3 separate regions of the Mus musculus genome follow, and all the other regions are linked to region 1. The links are chromatin contacts, called in public HiChIP or PLAC-seq maps. All regions are on one chromosome and are shown on one strand. Each heading gives the region's core, a stretch centred on a gene start, on an enhancer-like site or on the middle of the called end of the contact. The rest is flanking DNA. Distances are from core to core; before and after follow the strand shown. Region 1 overlaps Sfxn3 (sideroflexin 3). Region 2 has its middle 13 kb from the start of Gm26644. Region 3 overlaps Gm19639 (a long non-coding RNA gene).

Region 1 (3,618 bases), core at 275-2,774:
CCGGGGCAGGAAAATATCATAAAAGTAAGGAGGCCGACTCAACAGAAAGAAAGAACTGATTCCTAAATGTTGTCTCTCTTCTCCTCAATCTCCTCTCTCTCTCTCTCTCTCTCTCTCTCTCTCTCTCTCTCTCTCACACACACACACACACACACACACACACACACAATGAAGAACCCTGGGGGTGATGGAGGGATCCTGTCGGGCCAGTTGCCACAGTGACCTGGTAAAGACAGAGGATGTCCCAATTCCCTACCAGCTTCGCTCTAATGAGCAGGCGCTTGCTGGCCTCCTCTTCCCTCTGTAAAGATTTCCTAGAGACCGAGGTCACCACCCTATGCCAGAGTCGTCAAGGAAACCAAAAGGCCATGAGCTTCAATTAATATATATGTGAGCAGTCCTCTTAGTGAAGATAGAAATGAAGCCAAGGGTATAGTTGCTAGCCAGAGGACCCATTTTGTAAGCTCAGAGAGCCCTCTACTGGGAGATGAGACTCCCTACAGACAGTAGGGGAGGGTTTGGGGAGGAGCTGAAGGCAGGAGAATCTCCTGGACACTTCCTTAGACAAGTGGGATGTGGAATAACTGAAGATCAAGAACCAGACAGGATTGCAGTTTATTGACACCATGACGTGACAGCTGTTGTCACTGGAAGAGGAGGTTAGTTTAAGTGGTCTCCGTGGATGTCACTGGGGACCCCATTCACCTTTTAGCTAGAGGTCATGGATTTGGCGTGGAGATATAATTCTATGCCCTGGAGTCAGTATCACCCACACCATTCCCGAACTCATCTTCTATTTGGTCCAGCTATTAGAGCCTGGGTCCCTCTTCCTTTTGAAATTAAGGGCAGAGGGAGTGCAGTGCCATGTCTTAAGAAAGAGACGGGCTGCTGGCAATGGTGGCACATGCCTTTTAATCCCAGCACTCACTGCCATAGGCAAGCAGATCTCTGAGTTTCAGGACAGCCAGGGCTACCCAGAGAAACCATAACTGAAAAACAAAAACAAACAAAAAAAGAAAGAAAGACAGACAGACAGAAAGACAGACAGACACATTCAGACAGAAAGGAAGGAAGGAAGGGAGAGAGAGAGAGAGAGAGAGAGAGAGAGAGAGAGAGAGAGAGAAAGAAAGAAAGGAAAGAAAGAAAGAAAGAAAGAAAGAAAGAAAGAAAGAAAGAAAGAAAGAAAGAGAGAAAGAAAGGAAAAGAGAAAGAGGGCACTGGGGATGTCGCTCAGTGGTAGAGCAGTTGCTTAGCATATATGAAGCCTTGGGTTCTTCCAGAGACGGGGTAGATGGAAAGGAAGGAGCTGAGGGGGGGGGGGTGTGTCTAAGAAGAGTCAATGAAACACAGAATTACCTGTCTTGATACTGTACGCTTGAGGCCTGTGTTTAAGCACCGGTCCCACACCAGCCCCTACAAGTGGGTACGGGTGGTGGCAGTTCCTGAAGGGAATGCTTGCTCTGCCTGTGTTGTGTGGCTTTCTGATTGGGGGAGGAATTGGAAGTGTGGGATTTCTGAATCATGACATGACTCATCAGAACAGACGAAGAATGCTCAAGATGGTCTCTAAAAGCACCCACAATGCAGTGTGGAGAGCAGTGCAGGCTACTGACACCCCCATGGTCCACCAGAAGAGAGGAGTGGAGCCATTCTAGGGTGTGGGGTCCAGCAAGCATGAGCCCCCTGCCTCCCTGATTCCACACTGCTTCCTCTACCAGCCCACGTCCTGAACCAGCTTTTAGAGCTGGTTCAAATAGCTGTATTTGAAACCTGAAGGGTTAAGCTCTGGGTGGCCTACGATGTTCTTCAGTCCCTGTTCTGGGATCCTGGGGCTTATCTTGGGCACAGAAGGCTAAGATGCTATCAGAAATGACTTAGCTAGAGGAACAGTTTAGGGAAGGAAGTCTCACCCATAACCAGGCTTGCTGTTAGGTGGGCAGGAGACTGAGAAGAGAAGACAAATAGCAGGACATCCTAGAACAGCATTTCTGCTCTTAGCTTCCAGGATGAAATGTATAAACACATGTGCTGCATATGTGGCAGTGCACACACACAAACACAGGAGGGATGGGTTTTGTGACTTGCTCTTTGAAACCAGAGAGGAGCGGAGAGGCTTATAGGAGTGCCTCCCCCAGTCTAAGGTTGCTGGTCTCAGTGGCTGCTCCCCACATCAAGCCCCCTTGCCCAGTACCCAGAAGATAAACAGGTGGTAGCATTGCAAGGTGGCATCAGAGAAGCAGCCTAAGGAGGTAAGGACAGGGACAGAGGCCGACTCCCCTCAAAGCCCCTTGTTGTAGTAAACCACATCGATGCTGGGGTTTTGTGCTTGGATCTGAGCTCTCAGCTCCGGCTCCAGCCTGGTCACATGTATGGAGCTGCAATAGAACAACACAGGCTAGGTAAATATACTCCGGGCTCAGTGTCTCAGACCCAGGAGCTGGCTTCCCTCCACTCCCCGGTGAAGAATCTTCCCTGCTTTCAGAAGGGCTGGCTCACTGTTACCCCACCCCCACCCCACCCCCCACCCCGGGCTCCCAGATGCTCCTGTCAGACCTCCCGGGAACACACTGCGGGCCTGAGATGCAGAGTCCCGGGCAGAGATTCTGGTCAGGTCCAGCGGTGTCACTCACCTTCTCTGAGGGAACAGAGCGCAGCACAGGGGTGTGGCAAATACCAAGCTAGAGAAGAAGAGCACAGGAAATGTCTGTGACACTGACTTTTGTGTCCCCTCCCTGTACCCCACCTCACAGGAATAGCCCCAGGAGTGAAGCCTTATTTGTTTGTTTGTTTGTTTGTTTGTTTGTTTGTTTGTTTTTGAGCTCTATCCCAGCCATAAAGGTTGGAAAATGGAGTCAAAGGACCATTCAGGGATGTTAAACTCAGTCCTGATATTAGATCCTGTCTGGGGAAAGAGCCTCTTGAGCATCAACCCAAAGCCCCAGGATCAGAGAGCAACAGGATCAGGGGTAAAATGGGATGCAACTCCTGGATTGTACCCTAGAGTCTACTTGTATGGGGTCCTCTGGTGAGTGAAGGCTGAACCCCTCAACTAAACTCTTGACTTTCAAAGGCAAGAACCCCTAGAGGTCCCCCCACCCTTCCAACACATGCGCGCACACAGATTTTGCACTATGGGTATCCATTGGAACTGGATATATGAACAATGTTATGTAAGCATCTCAAAGATAGTGCGCGCCCACCCACACCCAAAATGATAATGGCTTTCCCATGTGCCCCTACTGAACCCTTTGCAAACTTACCAGAAGCCTACCAGTCCCACCTGCAGGGGCGCCCCCAGCCAGGGACGGCGCTGTGGGGAGACAGAGACAACAGAATGGCTTGTGTCCCATTTTTTCCTAACTCCATCTACCTTTCTGCACCATGGTTCTAGCTCGGCAGCCCTTGTTTCTCCTCAGCCAATGAGGGGCTGGGACCTGCACAGGGCAACCCCTACCCCAACCAGACCTGCTGCCTATGCAGTTGTACACTCTTGCCTCTCAGAATCGGTTTCCATGGTACTCGCTGATCATCTTTCTCTTACCTCACTTTCTACAGGGAGCCTCCCTTGAGCCTCTTCTCACTTCCTGTCGTCCCAGTAGCATAAATATGTCCCTCTCC
Region 2 (3,513 bases), core at 364-2,863, 350 kb after region 1:
CCTCCCTCTTTATTTATGTATGCATTTATTTTTAAGCCACACACACAGTTAATATTATGAATCACATGACTTTCCCATGGGAAATACTGGCCAGATCCTGGGACACAGGGATCAAGATTTCTAGTCCCCCTGTCCCCAAATCTCTGTGTTTCTACCCAGTTAGTAGGTCTCAGTAGGTGGCTATTATTTGGGTATCAAGCACCAGAGATTAGTTTTGTTCAGACTTGAACTTCATCTGAATGGTCATCTAATATGTACTCTCATTAAATAACTTATGCAGGTGTAAGGTATAACACTCATGAAGATTAACATTCATGTGGGAGATTTGCTATACCCTGGGTACCATATCAACTCTGGGAATGACAGGGTAAGTAGTCAGGGTGCCAGGCATCCTGAGTCCTAGCTTAGCCCAGAAGGAAATGATCAAATGATCACTTCTATAGGAAGGTACAAGGTGACCTGGGGGGAATGTGGACAGAGAAAAAAGAGGGTAATGACCAGACCTCGGAGGAATCTGTGGGGTATGTGTGTGTGTGTGTGTCTGTGTGTCTGTGTGTCTGTGTGTCTGTGTGTGTGTGAGGGGAAGCTTAAGAGAGTCAGTGTGTGGTGACTGAAGAGCCAAAGCCAGAGAGCTCCAAGAGGGAGGGAGCGACCGCCAGCCTCGCCTGTGTCTGAGAGGTTAATCAACGTGTATTTATGGGGCACCTGTTCTGTACAAGGCTAAGTGTCTGGAGAGGAATACAGAGCGGCATAAAACTCCCTGTAATAATGATCTCTAACATGCCTATAGAGATAAGTGAAGGCCCTGGTGGGGGCAAACACCATAAAACTCAAGTATGAACATGTCATTCTCTGCTTAAAATCTTCCTATGGCTTCTCATTAGCATCAGGAGTAATACCAAGGGCTCACACGGCCTCTCTGGCCCTTGTGGGCAGATGCTGTGGACTTGGGAGCCCATAGGTCTCACCTCTCTCCTTGTCATTCTGGCCCACCTGACATCCTGACCCCTCCACACACATACATCTTGTTCTGCTCCCCTGGGCTCCAGGCCCTCATAGATTGCATTTCTCCTGTTCAACAGATTTTGTTCTCCTCCCTAACCCTAGAGAGTCCCAGTTAACTCTGCTCGCCCTTATTCACGGCTTCATACAGTGGTGACCTCCTCAGATGAGCCTTCCCTGATTTGCTGACTTCAAACACCTTTCTGGTTTGCACTCTGTCAGCTTGTCACATGGAACAAATGTCCTCACTTTCTTTGTCATGGTGAGTAATGGTATATCCACGTGATAATGGCATTTATTACAGACTGGGCACCCTTGTGAGGAGAGCAAGGGCCGTTCTTGCTTGTGATTGTCATCACATTTCCAGCACCTCGCTTACTTACCAAGGGCTTGGTAAATACTTGCTGAGTAAATGAGCTTGGGGATGTAGAATCAAGAGCCATGTCTTTGAGCCTTGGCTACATGACCTTGGGTACATGGCTTTCTTCACTTCCCTGGGACTCAGTTTCATCATCCATAAAACGAAGGGATAGATTCTCAAAGGACCTCTCCAGCCTCCTGTCCTTGGATTCCATGACTCATACTCATAAGAATGTCACTGGGCCGCCCGCCAGCACATTAGCAGTGATATTAGTAAGTGCTGAGTAAGAAGGTGGCAAATGTCTGCTGGAGGGACAGGACAGAGCAGCAGCAGCTGCAGGGACACTCTGAGATGTCCTGGAAGAGGTAAGTAGAGGAACATGGAAAGAAAGGGTTTCCCCAATGCATGCCTATGATCTCAGCCCCTTTGAGGCAGAGAGAGGAGGGCTACAAGCTGGAGGCCAGCCTGGACTACATTATGTAGTGAATTTAGGGTCAGCCTGAGCTACATGGCAAGCCTCTGGTACCAGGGGAGAGACAGAGAAAGAGAGACAAAGTCAGAGAGAGAAAAAGACACAGACTGAGTCAGAGACAGACACACATTCACACACACATGCATATGCGTGCACACACACACACACACACACACACAGAGAGAGAGAGAGAGAGAGAGAGAGAGAGAGAGAGAGAGAGAGAGAGGTAAATGGACTGGACAGAAATTATTCTCACTATGTTAAGAGTCAAGGTGTGGGCAGGGCCTGCTCCTCCTTATAAGGGTGTCAGGGAGTTTGTGACCTTGCTGGTCCCACTTCTGAAGGCTGCCCTCATTCCCCAGGTCACAGCCCTGTGTCACCTTGCTTTTGATTTGACACTGTTGCTTTCTTTCATAAAGGGCATGTGCAAGCCGGGCATGGTGGCGCACGCCTTTAATCCCGGCACTCGGGAGGCAGAGGCAGGAGGATTTCTGAATTTGAGGCCAGCCTGGTCTACAAAGTGAGTTCCAGGACAGCCAGGGCTATACAGAGAAACCCTGTCTCGAAAAACCAAAACCAACCAACCAAAACAAAACAACAACAACATAAAGGGCATGTTCTTGTGTTATGTACATTCAGACCATCCTGGAGAATCCACCGCTCTCAAGACCACTAAGGTAATTATAGCCACAAAGTGCCTTCTTACCAAGTTTGGCAATGTATTCTCTAGTCCCAAGAATAAGGACGTGGGCATCTCTGAAGTGCCTTTCTTCTCTAACTACTGGTTGCTCATGTGGCCCTTGGAGCTGGAACAACTCAGTTCATTTTTCATCAGTCACTAGTGGCCTAATGCTAGGCAAATTCTTAATCCCTTATGGCCTCAGGGCCCCCATTTGTAGAAAAAAGAAATGGTAGCATTGGGGCCAGAGAGATAGCTCTATGGTTAAGAGTACACGCTGCTCTTCCAAAGGTACTGAGTTCAATTCCCAGTACTCACATGATAGCTCAGAGCTGGCTGATGCTGTCTTCTAGTGTGCAGATGTGTGTGCAGACAAAAAACCCACTTACATAAAATAAATAAATAAACAAATAAATTTTTTTAAAAGGAAGAAATGCTAGCACTTACCTTACTGTGTTAGTTGTCTATTGCTGGATGATATCTTGCTCCAGCTCTGGGGCCTAAAAGGGGATCTATTAATTTATTATTATTATTATTATTATTTTGGTTTTTTTTTTTTTCGAGACAGGGTTTCACTGTGGAGTCCTCGCTGTCCTGGAATTCACTTTGTAGACCAGGCTGGCCTCAAACTCAGAAATCCACCTGCCTCTGCCTCCGGAGTGCTGGGATTAAAGGCGTGAGCCACCCCACCCCCCCACCCCGCTATTATTATTATTTCATTGTTGGTGATGGAACTTGTAGCATTTTTTCATGCTAAGCAAATGCTTTACCACTGAGCTACATTTCCTTCTCTTGTTAAACAATTTTTTTTTTAAAGCTCAAGGACCATTTTATTAACCTTTGAGAGAAAAACAAGCCCATGGCAGGCAAGCTACAGATTGCAGCGGCTGTGTGTGTGTGTGTGTGTGTGTGTGTGTGTGTGTGTGTGTGTGTGCGTGTGTGTGTGTGTGTGTGTGTGTGTGTGTGTGTGTGTGTGTGTGTGTGTAGATGGAGAAGAAG
Region 3 (3,727 bases), core at 56-2,555, 490 kb before region 1:
TTGGACCAGGTCTCATCTGCGACATCCTTCCTCCTCAGCTCTGATCCCCGTGGAAGAGCCTCCCTGAGGAAGGCCCTGGGCCCCAAGACAAGGAGATGCCCCCGGGGACGATGAGCTGCTTGAAAGGACCCCGAGAAAGCCACCAGAAGATGGGCCTGAACTGATAAACTATCTCTTCTCCAATGGCTGTGGAGTCTCTGTGTAGAACCTGCTAGACCCAGGCCTGGCCCTGACAGGATAAGCCTGTCACCTCAGACAGTGCCCTTCCTTGCCTGCTCCAGGAGCTGCGACCCAGCCATCACTGTATGAGTGCAGGTTCCCTGGGTATGCACCCGGTGTCCCTTGTTTGTGTGCCTACCACACATTTCTGGGCCCTGTAGCTGTGGTGTGAGTACCAGTGTCTCTAGCTAGCCTCTGGGTACAGTCCCCATGTCACCAGGGGCTCAGGCAGGTGTGTGGGCTTGTCAGGGGACCCTGGTTGTGCTGGTCAGGGACTAGAAAGGTAGGGGAGTCCTGACTGGACTCGGAGCTCTGGGTCCCTGTGTCCATGGTGGAGACCGCAGGGCGGACCGCTTGCGTCAGCCTTGAGCGGCCATCAATAGCGCGCGGTTAATTAATTTGATGGGAACAGCAGGGACCGCCGTTTGCATTTAGTGAAGTTCCAGGAACTTCCAACCCCATCTTCATAATTGGCCTCATAAATTGTAAGAAAGAGAGAGATCAGCAAAGCGGGAGGGAGGAGGGGCCGCCCGTCCGTCCTTATTTAATTTTATTGCTGAAATTCATCTTTTTAGCCTCCTCCGCCTGAATCGGCTCTCCCTGCCGGATTTGCCTAATCATGATAAATTAATATTCATTTCCCCACCTCTTACCCAGCTCCCGCGCTTGGATGGAGTCAGGATGGTCTTCTTCCAGCCCCTCTGCCTTGGTTGGGAGATGACCCCCAAAGCGAAGCTTGTGTACTGCACTAAAATTGGCCCTTGGGGAGAGCAGGAGGGAGCCTGGGAGAAAGATGGGGTTGTGTTCCTTGGGGAGGAGGGGGCTCCCAAGACTGATAGGAACTCACAGGCCTCAGGAAGCTGACATTAACTACAAGTGGCTAGCCAGGGCTGGGTTAGAAGGACAGGAAGGCTGCTAGAGACCCGGAGGCTGAGCCACACGGGCAGACAGGGTAAGCTGAGGAGGTGAGACTGAAACAGAGTTGGTCACCCTCTGATCCTTGTCCCACTGCACTCCCTCAGCTAGAGATGAGCCACCTTGCCAGGTCCGAGGGTTCCTGTGGGTACCATGGGTCTCTGACCACTCTCTCTCAGTACAGTTATCAGGATGTCTGGAAACAACACACGGACACTTGTGCAGGGCTGTGCTGGGCTAGACTGGGCTGGACTGGACTGGGCTGGACTGGACTGGGCTGGGCTGGGCTGGGCTGGGCTGGACTGGGCTGGGCTGGGCTGGACTGGGCTGGGCTGGGCTGGGCTATGCTGGGCTGGGCTGGGCTATGCTGGGCTGGGCTGGGCTATGCTGGGCTGGGCTATGCTGGGCTGGGCTATGCTGGGCTGGGCTGTGCTGGGCTGTGCTGGGCTGGGCTATGCTGGGCTGGGCTGTGCTGTGCTGGGCTGTGCTGGGCTGGGCTGGGCTGGGCTGTGGGTGGAGTCTCACTAGGAGGTCCCCCATCCTGCACCTCCCTGGGTGGAGGCTCCAGTCTAAAGGAGCACAGTCCCCTCTGCTGCTCACATCCTGTTCTGTTAGGCACAAGGCCTGCCAATTTTATGCAGAAACTGATGATCAGACATGAACAGTGATTGGTCCAGTGCTCCACATAGATTGGGAGGTCTGGAACTAGGGACAGAAGGATGTGTATACCTGAGAGGCTGGGAGTGGTGAGCATGGTCCCTAGGGACCTGGCCTTTAGAGAGTGGGCAGAGCATTCTGCTCTAGGGTGTGAGCTCTCTCTCTCTCTCTCTCTCTCTCTCTCTCTCTCTCTGTGTGTGTGTGTGTGTGTGTGTGTGTTTTGATTTTTGGTTTTTCGAGACAGGGTTTCTCTGTATAGCCCTGGCTGTCCTGGAACTCACTTTGTAGACCAGACTGGCCTCAAACTCAGAAATCCACCTGCCTCTGTCTCCCAAGTGCTGGGGTTAAAGGCGTGCGCCCCCACGCCCGGCTTGTGTGTGTGTGTTTAAATGATTTTATTTTTATGTACATTTGTGAGCTGCCATGTGGGTGTTGGGAACTGAACCTGGATCCCCTGGAAGAGAAACCAGTGCTCTTAACTGCTGAGCTGTCTCTCTAGCCCCTGGGGTTATATTGTATTACATAGCAAAGGGGACATTATCTAACCATACAAGCCCCTTAAAAGGAGAGCTGCCTCTGGTTGGTGGCAGGTGGAAGGGCGGTGGACGAGAGATCTGAAGCATGAGCAGGAACTCTGGGGGCCTCAAGGAGCAGTGGTGCTGATGCAAGAAACAGTCCCCACAGCCATCAGGAACGGATGCTGCCAGCCACAAACGTGGGCATGCGAGGACTTTTTCTTTAGAGCCCTACTGGGATCCCAGGATAACCAGGACTCTCAATCCAGCCTGTGGGGCCCTAAGTAGCGAGCTCAGGCAACCTGACCTGAGTTTCTGCCCTGCACCACGGCTGTTGGAAAGGGCCAAGAGTGTGAACGTGTACTGTGTAGCAGTTAGAGGAGATGCACAAAGCCTAGGGGAGCCTTAGGAAGCTCCTGTAATGGTGAAGCTGGGGGAGGTGTGGAGACTCCACTCACACAGCTCCCTGCCCTCCAGATTTCCCAGGGCAATAATTGCTCCCAGTTTCCAGACTCTTCCGTCTCTTCTGCGGCTGATCATGGAATCAGATCCTTGTAAGCACTTCAGTGTGTGGCGTGTGCATCTGTGGAGCCTGGAACCTGGATGGAGTCGCTGTGAGCACTAACCAAGAGTTATACCCGTGCAGACAGCTTCTGCAGAAACTTCCAGCACACAGACATGAGCAAGCAGAGTGGTCTGATTGTGTGGCACCCTTCCCAAAAAAAGCGTGTCTCTCCTTCCCAAAATGGCATTTCAAAAATTTATTCATGGGACATGGATACCAAGAAAAAAGAAGTTTGGGGTCCCATGGGACTTGTTAGAAAGCTGGAAAGACCAGTTAATACTGAGCAAGCTATAAAAGGAGACTTGGGGAAGGGCCCTGAGCTACCTGTGCCACACACCTGGTTTATTTCAGCAGTTTTACCAAGCCCTACTTAGCTCAGCCCTACATGTGGATATGCAGTCTCCAGCTAGATTTTGTTTTGTTTTTGTTTTTTTGAGACAGGGTTTCTCTGTGTAGCCTCTGCTCACTTTGTAGACCAGGCTGGCCTTGAACTCAGAAATCCGCCTGCCTCTGCCTCCCAAGTGCTGGGATTAAGGGCACCACCACCGCCCAGCTCCATTTTACAGATGGAAAGCCTGAGTCCTGGGCTAGAAAGATGGTTCAGGGGTCAAGAGCATGTATTGCTCTATCAGGTCCCGGTCCCTGAGTTCAATTCCCAGTGCCCACACCAGGCAGCACACGACTGCCTAAAACCCTGGTTCCCAGGGATCCAAAGCCGCTGCCACTGCAGGCATCTGTGCTCGTACATGCCTGTACACAGACAGACACACATGTCCCAGAGAGGTTCTTTTTATTGTCCCAAGTCATGCAACATGTGTCAGAGATGAATGTCACTCAGGTCTCCGTGATTCCGCCC

What was found. HiChIP or PLAC-seq counts read pairs in DNA pulled down with a chosen protein or histone mark.
Region 2: a contact with region 1 is called in a FOXA1 HiChIP or PLAC-seq map of pancreatic cancer cells. The contact joins two enhancer-like sites. A contact is called at or near these places in 1 of 39 promoter capture datasets (neural stem cells) and 2 of 115 datasets of contacts at active chromatin or transcription factors (embryonic stem cells and pancreatic cancer cells).
Region 3: a contact with region 1 is called in a FOXA1 HiChIP or PLAC-seq map of pancreatic cancer cells. The contact joins two enhancer-like sites. A contact is called at or near these places in 1 of 39 promoter capture datasets (hippocampal neurons), 2 of 484 Hi-C or Micro-C datasets (cortical neurons and extraembryonic endoderm stem cells), 8 of 115 datasets of contacts at active chromatin or transcription factors (SST interneurons, embryonic forebrain, embryonic hindbrain and 5 more) and 2 of 9 other capture datasets (adipose tissue and embryonic stem cells).

What each region holds. Positions count from the first base shown.
Region 1 is chr19:45,053,362-45,056,979 of GRCm38.p6, reverse strand. It overlaps Sfxn3 (sideroflexin 3), which reads right to left. Exons shown (of 11, transcript NM_053197.4): 9 at 3,261-3,310; 10 at 2,631-2,678; 11 at 597-2,375. The coding sequence ends at 2,279. It also overlaps a transcript of Pdzd7 not described here. Among named protein-coding and RNA genes, the nearest start is that of Sfxn3, 7.6 kb to the right of the region's middle. Within about 2 kb of position 1,524, at least 59 of the 459 cell types and tissues checked have an H3K27ac peak or open chromatin away from gene starts, as enhancers often do. A contact at or near this core is called in pancreatic cancer cells, where this site is marked.
Region 2 is chr19:44,707,206-44,710,718 of GRCm38.p6, reverse strand. No RefSeq gene overlaps it. Among named protein-coding and RNA genes, the nearest start is that of Gm26644, 13 kb to the right of the region's middle. Within about 2 kb of position 1,613, at least 37 of the 459 cell types and tissues checked have an H3K27ac peak or open chromatin away from gene starts, as enhancers often do. A contact at or near this core is called in pancreatic cancer cells, where this site is marked.
Region 3 is chr19:45,546,264-45,549,990 of GRCm38.p6, reverse strand. Gm19639 (a long non-coding RNA gene) reads right to left here. Exons shown (of 2, transcript XR_386758.2): 2 at 3,645-3,727. Among named protein-coding and RNA genes, the nearest start is that of Gm41856, 3.1 kb to the right of the region's middle. Within about 2 kb of position 1,305, at least 35 of the 459 cell types and tissues checked have an H3K27ac peak or open chromatin away from gene starts, as enhancers often do. A contact at or near this core is called in pancreatic cancer cells, where this site is marked.